Linked DNA regions of Mus musculus: all the other regions are linked to region 2. Evidence: chromatin contacts called from public Hi-C and HiChIP or PLAC-seq data. All regions are on one chromosome and are shown on one strand. The core of a region is the stretch at or near the end of the contact, and the rest is flanking DNA. Distances in the headings are between cores, read along the strand shown. Region 1 overlaps Col4a2 (collagen, type IV, alpha 2). Region 2 has its middle 8.2 kb from the start of Gm32330. Region 3 holds the start of Ing1 (inhibitor of growth family, member 1).

Region 1 (4,193 bases), core at 116-2,615, 730 kb before region 2:
CCAAGTGTCATCAGAACGTGTGCAGGCAGAGGCGACAGGACATTTTGGACAAAGGCCAGATAAGCCCAAACACCCACCCCCAAGGACAGAACCGGCCCCTGCACACCAGGATGTTCAATCTGGCTGCAGCCTTTCCGGGTAGAGCAGAATAGACTCCCAGTGACGCAAAGGATGAATGGTAGGAAATCCCCTCTCCTTCCTAAACCGACTCTTCCTGCCTCACCTTTCATGGGCACCAGCCCCAGACCCTCCTACCCTCCCCAGCCCCTTGCAGACTCTCCCTTCCTCTGAGGGCAGTAGACCACGACTCTTGACGATCCTGGGGAATTCCTAAGTCCTAATGAATTTCTGCAAGCTGATGGCATACACTGGCGAATTCACAAGATGTCCATGATGGCAGAAAGGGCTCCTTCAGGATCCAGGACACGTGTTCTGTGCCCTAGGATTTGGAACTGTCTACTGTTCATGAGGGTGACGGTTCACGTGTGTGGACGTGTTATGTCACCTGCAAGGGAAACGAGAGAGTACCCACCTAACAGTACGTGACACAAGAGACTGAGAGCTACTTTCCAAAGCTATTTAACAGATTGTGGTTAAAAAGCAAATGGCGTCTGGCTTGGTGAGATGGCTCAGCTGGTAGAGGAGATTGCTCTGAAGATGGATGGTCTGAGTTCCGGACCCGGGACGCACATGGGGGAGGGAGAGAACTGATGCCCAAAAGTTGTCCTCTGACCTCCATACACACACAAAGGCACACGTGAGCCCCTCCCCCACAATTGATTAGTTAATTAATTAAATCCACACACGTTGAAGCAGACATTCAGCTTTTACTCCCAGGACCCAACTCAGGGACATCCACTTGTAGTGGCTCAGACTCAAATGAGAGAGAGAGAAATAATAAAGCTAAACCAATCCGCAGCTCCCACCTGCAAAACGGGTAGAAGAAAACACTGAGACTTTGGGCTTGTAAAAAATTTCTTAGACACACACACACACACATACACACACACACACACCACCAAACAAAATAGTGGAGAAGATTAAAAAGTTTGATCCTCCAAATTCTGCTGAAAATAAAAAGGCTCTAAACTAGCCAAGTCTGTCCTGAACTAGAGGAGGGACTCCCTGTCAGGCTCCTATTAAACCTCCTGCTGATGCCTGACACTTGTGAGCCTACAGTGGTGGCCTGGTGGCCCGGCTCCCTTAATCGTCTCTCCTAAGCAGTTCCCAGCATCTGGCTCTCACCTCTTGCTCCACAAACCGTCTGCCGAATGGCTGGCTGCTCACATATCTGGCTCTGCCTCACTCACAGTCCTCCCAATTCACCCCTAGTTCTATTTTTAGAACACTTTCCTTCTGTTTTTTTTTTTTTTTTTTTTTTTTTTTTTTGTGGTTTTTGAGGCTTGAGCCCAGAGTCTGGCGTGTGCGAGGTAAGAGCTTCGCCACTGAGCTACATCCTTAGCCTGAACCCCTTTGAAGACCACTATAGTAACATCACAGTTTCTGAGGTTCAACCGAGGGGGCGCTGCCCTTCAGAGAAGGCTGCCACCCTTACTGTCCCAGCCCCATTCAGTTCTGTAGTCCCCTGGAGCCATTCAGGAAAGTCTTGTCTTAGCCCTGCACTGCCCCGGGGAACTGCTGATTGTTGGCTCCTTAGAGGGTTTGGCTTCTCTGTCTACACAGCAGACAGAATGCTCCCCGGGCCCTCATGATGAAGTCATCAAGGAGACCACCCAGGCTCATGGAAGGAGGCCTGAGTATCAGACCCTGCTCAGCATCTGATTAGATAATGAAATATCGTGGGCAGCCAAGGCGCGGGTGAGGCAGGCTCTGGAATGCTGGGTGTTCCTCCTCCAGAAAGCTCAGGCCGGTAATGTCTGAACCTGGCTGCTTTAAGCATGACTGAGCTGAACTTGAACATGCTTAGCAATGGGTAGGACCTTAGTGGGACCGCTGTGGTTCACAGGGGGTCAAAAGTTGTAGAGGAAAAGGGGTGTGTATTGACAGAAGTCTGTAAAAGCCTAAAAAGGAAATAATTTTAATGTTTACTGGATATCTCAGTTTTGAAAATTTGAAATGAAATCAACATTCCTGGTGGAAGGAACAGGGCCAAGGGGGATAATAGTGCAGTTCCAGTAGCCAACACCAGGTGGCAGTCATTCTCAGCCTGCAGGCGAAGTTAGGAAACCTGTCCTCTGGCTTGAAAGTTTTGAGTCTTTCCAGGGTCACATGACTCAGCTCTAGGGAACAGAGGGCAAGTCCCTTATTTGTTAACCTCCCTTGGGGATAATCCCAAGGAAAACTGTGATTGCCTAATTCCAGTTAGTCCAAGGGGCTATCATACCCCACTTCTCTTAGAGTAATTAAGTCAATAACTCATAATCTGTCTTTTAATCTTGTTAAAGTAAAGTATGCCAACTACTGACACTGGGAGCCTGCTCCCATGCTTACCCTGACAGCACTTGCAACAATGACTTCAAGTGACATTAGAATGAATTCCTCCCCAGGACTGAGTCAGCACATACCTAACAGCCTTGGATCTTTGCTAAGAGCCATTTCCACCTTTGTTAACACATTAGATTTTAATTCCTGTAAAACTCAGGACACATATTGTCACTATGCTCATTCTCTGAGGGAAACTGAGGTGGGGGGTGTGGCCAACCAGCCTTGTACATTCCGAGAGAGTGAGCTCTCACCGGAGATGGCCATGTGGTTCTGGAAACCCACTGGCAGCCTGGGGCATGCTCCTGTAGAAAGGGACTCAGGTGTGAAGCCAGGCAAGGCAGGACAGGTATGGGGGAAGAAGAGCAGAACAGAACAGAGCTGGTGGCGATATGGATTAGGGACAAGATAAAAGGGTATAAAAGTGACTTCTGAGGTGGAGAGGCTAGGAGATGGACCACAGACGATGGACTGGGAGGAAAGTCTGTGGGTGGCCGAGGCATCGGTGATGACTGTTCATGTCACTTGACCACCACACCCTATCTGAGAAGGCAGGATGTTGTGGTCTTTGAATGGCCAGAACTCCGTGCTGGGAGGTGGAGGAGCCACCATAAGGCACATGAATGGCACTTGGAAAGAAAAGCTTGAGAATACCTCCTACCAAGAGACCTCACCTCACCAGGGAGGTGCTGACTGCAGCCCTAAAGGGCCTAAGGACGCTTCTGGAACAGCTCTGGAGTTCTCTGTCTCTTTTATCTCATACCCATGTGGCCTCTGAAGGGCTTTGTTAGTATATTTGGTTTGCTCTTATTTTTTTAGACAGGGTTTCTAGCTCAGACTAGTCTCAAATTGTTACCTAGCCAAGAATGATCTTGGGCTTCTAATCCTCCAGCATCTACCCGCCCTGGGATTACAAGTATGAGCCCCATGCCCAGTTTCTGCAGTGCTGGGAACCCAACACAGGGCCTTGTGCATGCTAGGGAAACAAGCTACCAATGGAGCCACATTCCCAGTCCCAGTCCCACCCCTTGCTGGAGTCAGAACCCACATCCTTGTATATGTTAAGCAAGTATTTTGCCACTGGGCTACACTCCAGCCCTAACCGTTGACGTTCAATTCTGGGAAGGTCAAAGGCAGACAGTCCACATCAGATCACACAACATCACACACAGCCTTTCTTCCTTGCACCTTTAGAAGGATCTACTCTTTGGGAGGAGTCCTAAGATAAGACCTGCCAGTCCTTGAGGTGGTCCTTGGGGTACCCCCCTCTCCTATGACACTGTCGCAGCCTTCAGGTTAAGCGTGTCTTCTGGACAGTGATTAAGAGGCTAAGCTTACAGGACTACGGTTCTGTAAGTGAGTCTGGTGTCTCTGCACTTCCTCCCTCGGATTCTCATCTAGGATGACCCTTCTGATGTCACTGAACACGTATCCTGAATAAACACAGACCATAGGAGCTCTACCTCCCATCTCAGTCTGTGGGAAGCTAATGCATGGATCAGTTATGCAGACAGGAGACCCAGTGACATCCTTCTGCAATCCAGAGAATGACTCAGGAGGCATGACAACCCCCCCCTTCCTTCTTCCTTGGAGACAGTGTTTTGTGTAGCTCAGGGTGGCCTCAAACTCACCCTGTAGCAATGGATGACTGAACTTCTGATCTTCCTGACACCACAGTAGGAACTGGGGGTTGGATGTGGTTCTGAATTCAGGGCAAGCACTTTATTGACTGAGCCCCATCGACACCCTTT
Region 2 (4,080 bases), core at 1-2,500:
TGATTTCTTCATGTTCAAAGAATCTGTTTCAGGATGACATGTTCTGAACCCCGTTGCGGTGTTTCATGCTTTGCCTCTGTAGAGCAGTATCCAACCAGAATGCTTGGGTTGTCTAGAGACATCTAGACTTCATGCACCTGCTTATGCACACATCTGGGTACCCACTCGGGAGAGAAAGGAAGCACACAGGTCGGGGAGCAAGGTCCTTGGATCTTCAGTAACACCCCTTTCTCTCTGTCCTATGGCTTCCATGGACTGTACTGCCAAAAGGCAGTGTCAATGAAAAAACAGGCATCTCACTGGCTCTCATAATGTCCCATCTGCTCCCCGGGCTCCTCCTGCAACACAGAGCCATGCTTTGGAAACTCTGGGGATCAATTTCATTCACTCTGAAGTTACCATTCACTTCATCTTTGGTGGTCTCCAAACTCTTCTGGAAGGGTCCCTGAATATCATGCTGGTTTCTTGCTAGACAACTGATTTGGCTGGTGTGTGTGTGTGTGTGTGTGTGTGTGTGTGTGTGTACGTACACACATATATGCATGTGTACCTCTGTGTACAGGCTCCCATACCATTTCCTACATGGATAAAACTCTTCTCCAAAATTACAAAAGAATTACTGAGGGCATCTCAATGAATTTGTTCTCTTTATTTCTTAAAATAATTTTGTTTTAGATATAGTAAAAATAATAATAGCTCTGTTTTCTTTTTGTTTTTATTACATTGAAATGAAACATGTCTATATTGCATGCAACCTGCTTGGAATTTCTAGAAGATAGTTGCAAGACTGGATGTCTAACTCCAGGCAGCCTGATGCTTAGCTTAGGGACCCCTTCCTCTCCTTCAGCAAAGGAAGCCTCGATTTACACCTCTATAGACCCATCTCAGCAAGTTCAGTCTTTCCATTAACCCCTGGTAGCCACAATGACTTCCTAATACCAGTTAATTAACAAACACTGGTGCTCCAACAGATGAATTCCTGGGAGAGTCTTTGGTGTGGTCCCCAGACTGCAGGAGCAGAGCGCAAGCTTTTTCCTTTGTTCTTCCAACACTTTCCTTGTGGGCCACAAAGTACTTTGAATCTCAAATGAGCTCTCTAATTAGTCTCTGCCGGCCTTCCTGCAGGATGGGCAGGGCTGTCGATTATCTCCACTTTGCAGATAGTAACAATTTACAGGACTTGGCTGAGGTCACCGGAACATTAGCATCTCAGCCAGAATACAACTCTTAGTCACTAAGCCCAGTCCTCCTACTCTGTTCCCTAGACAACTCCCTCCATCCTCTTGGCATTGGATCTGTACTTGCAGGGAGACCTTATTGTAACACTGTGAACTCCAATTTGGTGCTTGAGGCCTGGAGGTAAAAGGGGGACTTGAGGAAAGGTGTTCTGGCGTGTTTGTTTTATAGATAATACTCTACTGACTGGCTTGGCAACTCTGCGTGCACTTGTGTCTCAAAAACAAAAAAAAATGTCATTTACACAATCCATAGACTATCTTCATGGCCTAAATATTTCAAGGCCAGACCAAGTGAATACACCACCGGTGGGTGATTCTCAGCAACTAAGTATGCTTGTGTGAGGTTTGGGGACTCACTGTGCCCTGTGGTGATTGCAGATGAGATTCCCCACTGCCCAGTGCTCTGTGCATGTGATTTGAGCCTCTTTCTGTTGTATTGGAGAGCTGTGACACGGGGAGGCACATCTTTTCTCACCTCCTGAGGAGACACCAGAACTCTGTGTGGCCAAAGTACAGGGCTGTGTTAACCAGAACCAGGTCTCTCAAGAAACATAGAAGTGCAAGCTGCACAAACCCAGCTCATCATTTATTGACAGGAGCCTTAGACGCAGGCGGGACCAGGGGCTGCTATTGGACGGTCTACAGGCAAATTTCCGAGAGTGCCAGAGCTGAAGAACGAAGACATAGACTTTGATTCCTAAATCTCCAGTGCTCAGGAACGCTGTGGTCACGGCAGATGTGTGTTTATTCATGATATTCAACTGACGCAGACTCCCAGACTCCGTTCCCCACCCTCTCTGAACAGTAAACAAGTCCTCCCCATGACTGTGGGAACGGACTAATGAGTAATTACACGTTTGAAAGTCACCAGAATGGAATCCCAGGGGTGGACCCCTGAGTAAAGGAGAGTTGTGGGATAAATGCAAACACATTCTTTGGATTCCAGATCCCAGTGTGGTGCCAGGGTGCAGCTTCCCCAGGGAGGGCATGGAGGTACAGTAGGCCGCAGAGCTGATCCTATTAGCCACCTCACTTGGGCACTGATCCAAGAAGGCTAGCTGTAAACATGAATATTATTGTTCAGATCTTTGCTCTGTCTCATTCAAATATAGAAAGCTACATAAACATAAGGGAATTCTCTAAGAAGTATTTATCTCAATCCAAAGCAAGGAATGACTTCTGTGTTTGTTTGTTTGTTTATCTGTAGTGGTAGCATTAGTGTATTTGAGTTAGTGATCCAAGAAATGGGCATACTTTATGTTTGGGAAGTTGCAACCAATACCAGCATCACACTGACACATTCATTCATTTAGCCTTCCAGAGACACAATAAACAGCTCTGAGAACTATCAAAGCTAATGATTTAGTCCTCTCCCCATAATCATAAATGTGGCAGGTCACACACCCTTATAGGTGAATCGAATCCTGAATGTGGTAATCAGTACAAACAATTACTAACTGCTAAAACTGCTTAAAGTCTGCCGAGGCTGTCTGCCATTGGTAGCTAGAAGAAACCCCAACCAGCTGCTCCTTTTCGGCCAACCAGCTGATCATTTCAAACATAGTTGCACAGACATTAATTTGAATGATGGCTGTATGTCACTTCTAGGGAACAGACCAGAGGCGAGTAGGATTTCTCTCAGGGTAGTCTTCAGGCTTTATGCAGGGAGCAAACCGGCTTTCTTCAAAGGTTAGCTTCACCACAGGTGGTCTATCCCTTCTGAAAGACTCCTCCAGTCCCCACAGGCTGACCCCTGTTCCCATGGCAACCTGAGAAGTACAGGGTTGTTGAAAACAATTCTTTAATTTGTTTACTATTTCAAACTCAAGAACACGCCCCAAGGTTTCAGTCTCTACTCCAGAGTCTGCTTTTCTGACGTTTGAAAGAAAAACAGGAACAAAACCCCTTAGTGCTCTTTTACATGGAAGAGACTCTGAGGAACTAAGCTTTCTCGAAGGCCAGCTTGTGTTATAAATGGGGAAGCCAAGGGTTATGTTTCATACCACGAGGCTGCACAGCTAGAGGAACCTCACCAAATGGTGTCATCTTCTTGCTGTTGCTTGATGTCTGCTGTGTGCTGAGACTGTCATCTCTACTTCAGTTGTAGGAACAGAAGTGTCTGGATACAACCATAGAGCTCACACTCTGAAGGCCGGAGAATCCAACTGGTCAATATTTCTATGGCTGTTTGTATTCCAGGAGGCTGATGAAGTTGTCAGAGAATTATCAGCAGGCTGCTGATGCTTAGTGCCTGCCACAGAGAGCCCTGGCTCTGTGGAAGGTGTCAGTTGCTGGGAAGGAGGGCGTGCTTAGTGTATATCCTGATGAAGTCTACCCAGCTCCCTCAAAGAGTAGGTCTCTGGTGAGATGAAGAGTTGGTAAAGCACCTGTCTGTTTCTTCATCATAATTAAGACAAGATCAAGGCACTAAGAGCTCAGACTGGCTTCTTCATAATTTGTCTCCAGATAAAGTTCAGTAAAACAAATGGGACTCGCCAGATTGGATTCCTTTGCTTTTGACCTCCCATATTGGTTAGTTGTCTTGACTGGAGGTCTGGAAGCATCTTGATAAGGACTCAACTAGACAGGGCTTTCTTGCTTGGTGGTGACTTCCTAGGTGCCTTCTTCCAAACAGACACCCAAGTGTCAGGCCTGCCCCAGCCAGAAGCTTGCTGGGAGAGAGGATGGCAGCTTGTTCTCTCTGTGTTCTGGAGAAGGGGCCTGTTTTAACTCCCTACTCCTCCCATAAGCTGAGAGGCACCCTATGGCCTCTTGGTTGAGGGGAGGCAGAATGCCTACAGCTTGATATTCAGATTCACAGGTGGCATCTTTGGACTCTCTG
Region 3 (4,322 bases), core at 456-2,955, 890 kb before region 2:
GAGCAAAGCCCGCCCCCATACTGCCCGCCCCCCAATGACTCTGTAGCACAATGATAAGGACATTCCACGGGGGATGTTGCGACCAATCAAAGGGCCGCAGAGGCGGAACGTTCCGCAATATGCTAATGATTCTCCTATAAACCGAGCTGCGAAGCTGCATCTCGGATAGAGCGCGCAGGGGCGCTTTCCCCAGCAAGTCTCTGTATGCAGTGCTGGGCAGTGGCCCTCCACCACCCCCAACTCTTCCGTTTCCCTGCTGCGCAGTTCTGTAAACAAGAGTAAACTCCGAGCGGCCATCCACGTTCAAAACAGAGCCCCCTGACCTCACAGCAAAGTTTCCCCAACAGCCAACAGTTCCCGGCGGGCACGCAGGCTCCGCCTCTTCGCCACTCTGGGCAGCCCGGGTCTTCGGGTGGGCTGCAGGTCCCTCACCTGCCCCGCTCCTCTCCAGCCAGAGCCCAGCTCGCGTCCACCGATCGCAGCGCAGTCGTACACCTAGTCGGCTGCGATCCTCCCTTTCACCCTCTTCCTCCCCAAGACACACCGCGCCGGCGCCCCTCGCAGTCGGCCCGGAGCCCTGTCCAGAGCCAAGAGAGGGCCCAGGAGAGCAGGGCCTGGGCGATCGCGCGACCCCGAGTCAGGACTGCCCAGTACTTTATGTAACACTTAGAACCAGAACCTGGCGGGAGGCGGCGACTCTCCGGACCCGCACTCAGCTCCGCCGGAGTACGGCCCGCAGCCCTCTCTCTAGCCCGGTGCCCGCGCCCTACGGCCGCGGCGCCCGCATAGCACTCCACCTCGCGCGGCCGCCTTCACCCCCTCCCCGAGGACGCGGCCGAGCCCCGCGCCCCCTCCCCCGCAGCACCGCCTCATCACTTCACTACAAAGAGCGCTTTGGTCGCGCAGCCTTGCAGCCAGCCGTTCGCGCTCCTTCCTTCTCCATGTCCCGGAGCTCGGTACACAAGGACCTCGGCGTATCAAAGGCGCTCCAGACCTTTTGTTCCTAGCCCTCCGAGGACGCTACCGGGCGCTCCGGCTCCAGCAGGACCGGTCAGCCTCGCCGCCGGGACCCAGGGATGGACGCGGCCGCCCCCGCCCATCCATCACCCGCCGTACCTTGGTATTTGGCGTCGATCTCCCGCATCAGCGAGACGTTCCTCTGCAGGTCGAAAGGCAGTGACTCGATTGAGTCCAGGTAATCCTCCACATAGTTCACCAGGTGGATCTGCTCCCCGTTGGCAGGACTCAACATGGTTCACCCCGGAGGTCCCCGGCGATTCGGCGGCTTTCCGCTTCCTCCACCCCCCGCCCCCCTCAAACAGCACTGCAAAATGCAAAGCTCTCTCGCCCTTCCGCGCCCCCCCGCCGCTCCGGCCGGGCTGGCCGGCGGCTACATCTGGCGCCTGCCGCGCCGCCTCCGGGGCCGCGGGGACCCCGGCGCCTGCAGGCGCGGGCCGCGGCGGCCGAAGCTCAAGCGCACACCCCGCCGGCCGTGCAGGCCCCCTCCCGGGCGGCGGGCGGCGCGGGGGGCCGTGCGTACTAGCGCGCACACACCCAAAGAGGGCCGGCCACCGCCGCCCACCCGCCACCAGCGTGGAGAGCGGAGAGAGCGGGGCCGGCTGCGGGAAGGGCGCGCTCCGCCGCCCGCCTCGCCGCACTTGTCCAACGTGGAAAACCCAAATACCAGTTTCAAACACTTGGGAAACATTCAGCCCCGCGCGCAGCGCGCATGCGCCCCGCCACCCCTCCTCCCGGAGGCGGCCCCGCCCCCACCGCATTCACGCCCCTCACCGTCCCGGGCCGGGGGGCGGCGGGCCGCGAGGCCGGCCCGCGCGGGGGCGTGGCCTGTCATTGTCGCTGGGGGCCAGGGTCGCCGAGGGGACAGCGGCGGGGTCGCCTGGGCAGGGGAGACCGGCGACGCGAAACTTTACTAGGAGTTTGACACTCGGTGGCGGACCTACTGGGCGGAGCCGCACGCCGGCCGGGAACCGCGGGGTGCTAGCCTGCTCCTCGAGACACGCCGGGGCCGGACGAGCCTCCAGATCGCTGCCTTCAAACCGACTAACCTGAGAAGAGCCACCCTCCGCTGGGTTAACTGCATTCCCCCGCCTCCTAGCGCGGTATAAATAGGGCCCCCGAACAGAAATGGCAACGGCGTCAGCCAATCCCCTTGCGACTCTTACCTCTGCGGCCAATCTGGACGAGAAGGAGGTGTGGTGGGATCGGCAACGCCCCCCGCACGCCTAGTACTAGAGAGCTGTCCTCTTCCAGGAGGGACGAGCGGGCGGAGCCGAGCGAGGCGGAAGTGGACGCGCAGGCGCAGCTCCCTGGCGATGGATGCGGACCCGCGCGGGAGGGCAGCTATCGACACGCAAAGGGACCACCACTCCCAGCATCCTCGGCGCCTCCACGCGCCTGCGCCTTCCGCCCCCATCGTCCCTTTGTGTCGCCTCCCGGTGCTGGGTTTAGAATGGCCTGGAGACAAAGGGGCCCCCGAGGGGTGCTCTTTTCAGCGCGGAGATCTACGGTGGGCGGGCTGGCGGGAGCAGCTCTTCTCTGATCCTAACTAGCTCTTCCCCTCCCTGCCGCATCTGAGGCTGCCCATGTCCTCGTCACACTGAGTTGGCAGCGGGCACCGCAGTGTGCTTCCCGCAGGGGAGCACAACCTTCAGCTTCCCATCCCGCCCTTCCCCCACAGCTGCCGGATTTAGGGCTTTCTGAAAAGCCCGGGCAGAGCGAGGGGTTGCCTAGGCGACGGGCCCCGGCGGTCCCGCCCTCTTCCTGCCTAGGCACCGCCCTGGGGCGGAGCCTGGCCTGTGGTCGCCACATTCGCGCCTTTGTATGGCTGGGACTGTGGTGCGGCTGTCCTATTCGCCCCTCTGAGTCCCAGGTCCTCAATCTTGCTCGGCCGCCTGGGCGAGAGCGGTGGACCCGCTGCTGTGGCCTCAGGTGCGCAGGGCTGGTGATGGCGCTCTGCCTCGCCTGCGGTGTCTGCTGCGCCGGGTCAGCTCGCAGCCTTCAGCCATCTGGAGTTTGCCGTGTTTCAGCCTCAGGCATTCATCCTCCGGCAGAACAAGACTCACCGCTTCAGAACTAGAGGGTGTAATTGGAAAGGATTTGGAACAGGTTCAGGAAACACTGTGATGCCCTACCCCCTTCGGCAGGTGTGAAAGTACTCCATGCAACCCCGTGACATCTACGACATTTCCAACGCTGTATATCTTAAATAGAGTCTTGTGGAGGGTCATAACGCAGCCAGAGACTGTCAGTTGAGTTAGATCGTTCAGATTGGGTCGTTTGCTTCTGAAGCACAGGGCAGTGCATTTCTGCAGGAGGAAGTTCGCTTGGCTGTCTGGTGCTGGTTTTTACTAGCAGAACCAACTGCTTTCAGCCCTAGTCAAAACCAGAATAATGAAGTTTTTCCACGTAATTGCCAGAAGAAAATAGTTGCACAAAAGGCTAACTGCATGGCTTGAGAACACGACGTGTAATTAAGTGTGGAGAGGGGTACAGAACTGAATATGAAATGTGGCCTTTTCCTCAGATCTTATAACCAGTTTAAAGGCACAATAGCAATTAAGAAACAGGTATTTTAGTCGCAGCGTGCGTTGGGCCATGAATGAACATTTATCTAGGTTTAATGAAGATTAGGAATAGTTGACCTTTTCCAAAGATAACCAAGCTGGAGTTTGAACCTGGTTATCTTTCAGAGTTACATATGCTTTAATAACCATTCCATTCTGTTTATTGAATTCATGGACACACAAACCCAAAAGGTATTTTATTCAATTGACCAGAATTATTTCACAAGTGCCTGTCACATGCTAACTACAATGTTTTTACATTCTGGAAATAGATTGGCAATTGTGTACTAATTAGCTTTATAAACTGGCTTTCTGAGCAAGCTCAAAAGACCAATTGATAAAATTAACTTACATCAAGCTTTTGTATATTTATACTGTATAGAAAAGCAAAGGCTAGGGAGATGGCCGAGTTAACCTGAATTAACCCTTGAATCTACATGGTGAAAGGAGAGATTGAACCCAGATCACAGAGTTGGTCCTCTGGTCTCCGTGTAAGCACCATGTCCCATGTACCCTCCTGCTCCATACACACTAAGTGGATAAATACAATTTTTAGGAAAACCTATTTCTGTACAGCAGAGACTAGGGAAGCAATGAACATCACCCCAAAGAGAGTCTGGCAAAACATGAATGAGGGACTCCTTGCAATGGTTTCTGTTTGGAGGTGTCTCCCTTGCAAGGCTTTGGGGACACTGGGCAACCTCCTGCTAAATGTCTACTTTTCTCACTTCAGGGAGC

The links. Hi-C and Micro-C count contacts between places; a contact is called where the count stands out from the background. HiChIP or PLAC-seq counts read pairs in DNA pulled down with a chosen protein or histone mark.
Region 1: a contact with region 2 is called in an H3K27ac HiChIP or PLAC-seq map of extraembryonic endoderm stem cells. The contact joins two enhancer-like sites. A contact is called at or near these places in 4 of 115 datasets of contacts at active chromatin or transcription factors (embryonic stem cells, extraembryonic endoderm stem cells and pancreatic cancer cells).
Region 3: a contact with region 2 is called in a Hi-C map of extraembryonic endoderm stem cells, with 4 times the contacts expected there. The contact joins the promoter of Ing1 here to the enhancer-like site in region 2. A contact is called at or near these places in 1 of 484 Hi-C or Micro-C datasets (extraembryonic endoderm stem cells) and 1 of 115 datasets of contacts at active chromatin or transcription factors (epiblast stem cells).

Annotation. Positions count from the first base shown.
Region 1 is chr8:11,390,938-11,395,130 of GRCm38.p6, reverse strand. The region is part of intron 4 of Col4a2 (collagen, type IV, alpha 2); the gene reads right to left. Among named protein-coding and RNA genes, the nearest start is that of Gm46030, 53 kb to the right of the region's middle. Within about 2 kb of position 1,365, at least 141 of the 459 cell types and tissues checked have an H3K27ac peak or open chromatin away from gene starts, as enhancers often do. A contact at or near this core is called in extraembryonic endoderm stem cells and pancreatic cancer cells, where this site is marked.
Region 2 is chr8:10,663,116-10,667,195 of GRCm38.p6, reverse strand. No RefSeq gene overlaps it. Among named protein-coding and RNA genes, the nearest start is that of Gm32330, 8.2 kb to the left of the region's middle. Within about 2 kb of position 1,250, at least 121 of the 459 cell types and tissues checked have an H3K27ac peak or open chromatin away from gene starts, as enhancers often do. A contact at or near this core is called in epiblast stem cells, extraembryonic endoderm stem cells and pancreatic cancer cells, where this site is marked.
Region 3 is chr8:11,553,840-11,558,161 of GRCm38.p6, reverse strand. It overlaps Ing1 (inhibitor of growth family, member 1), which reads right to left and starts at 1,705. Exons shown (of 2, transcript NM_011919.5): 1 at 1,117-1,705. The coding sequence starts at 1,252.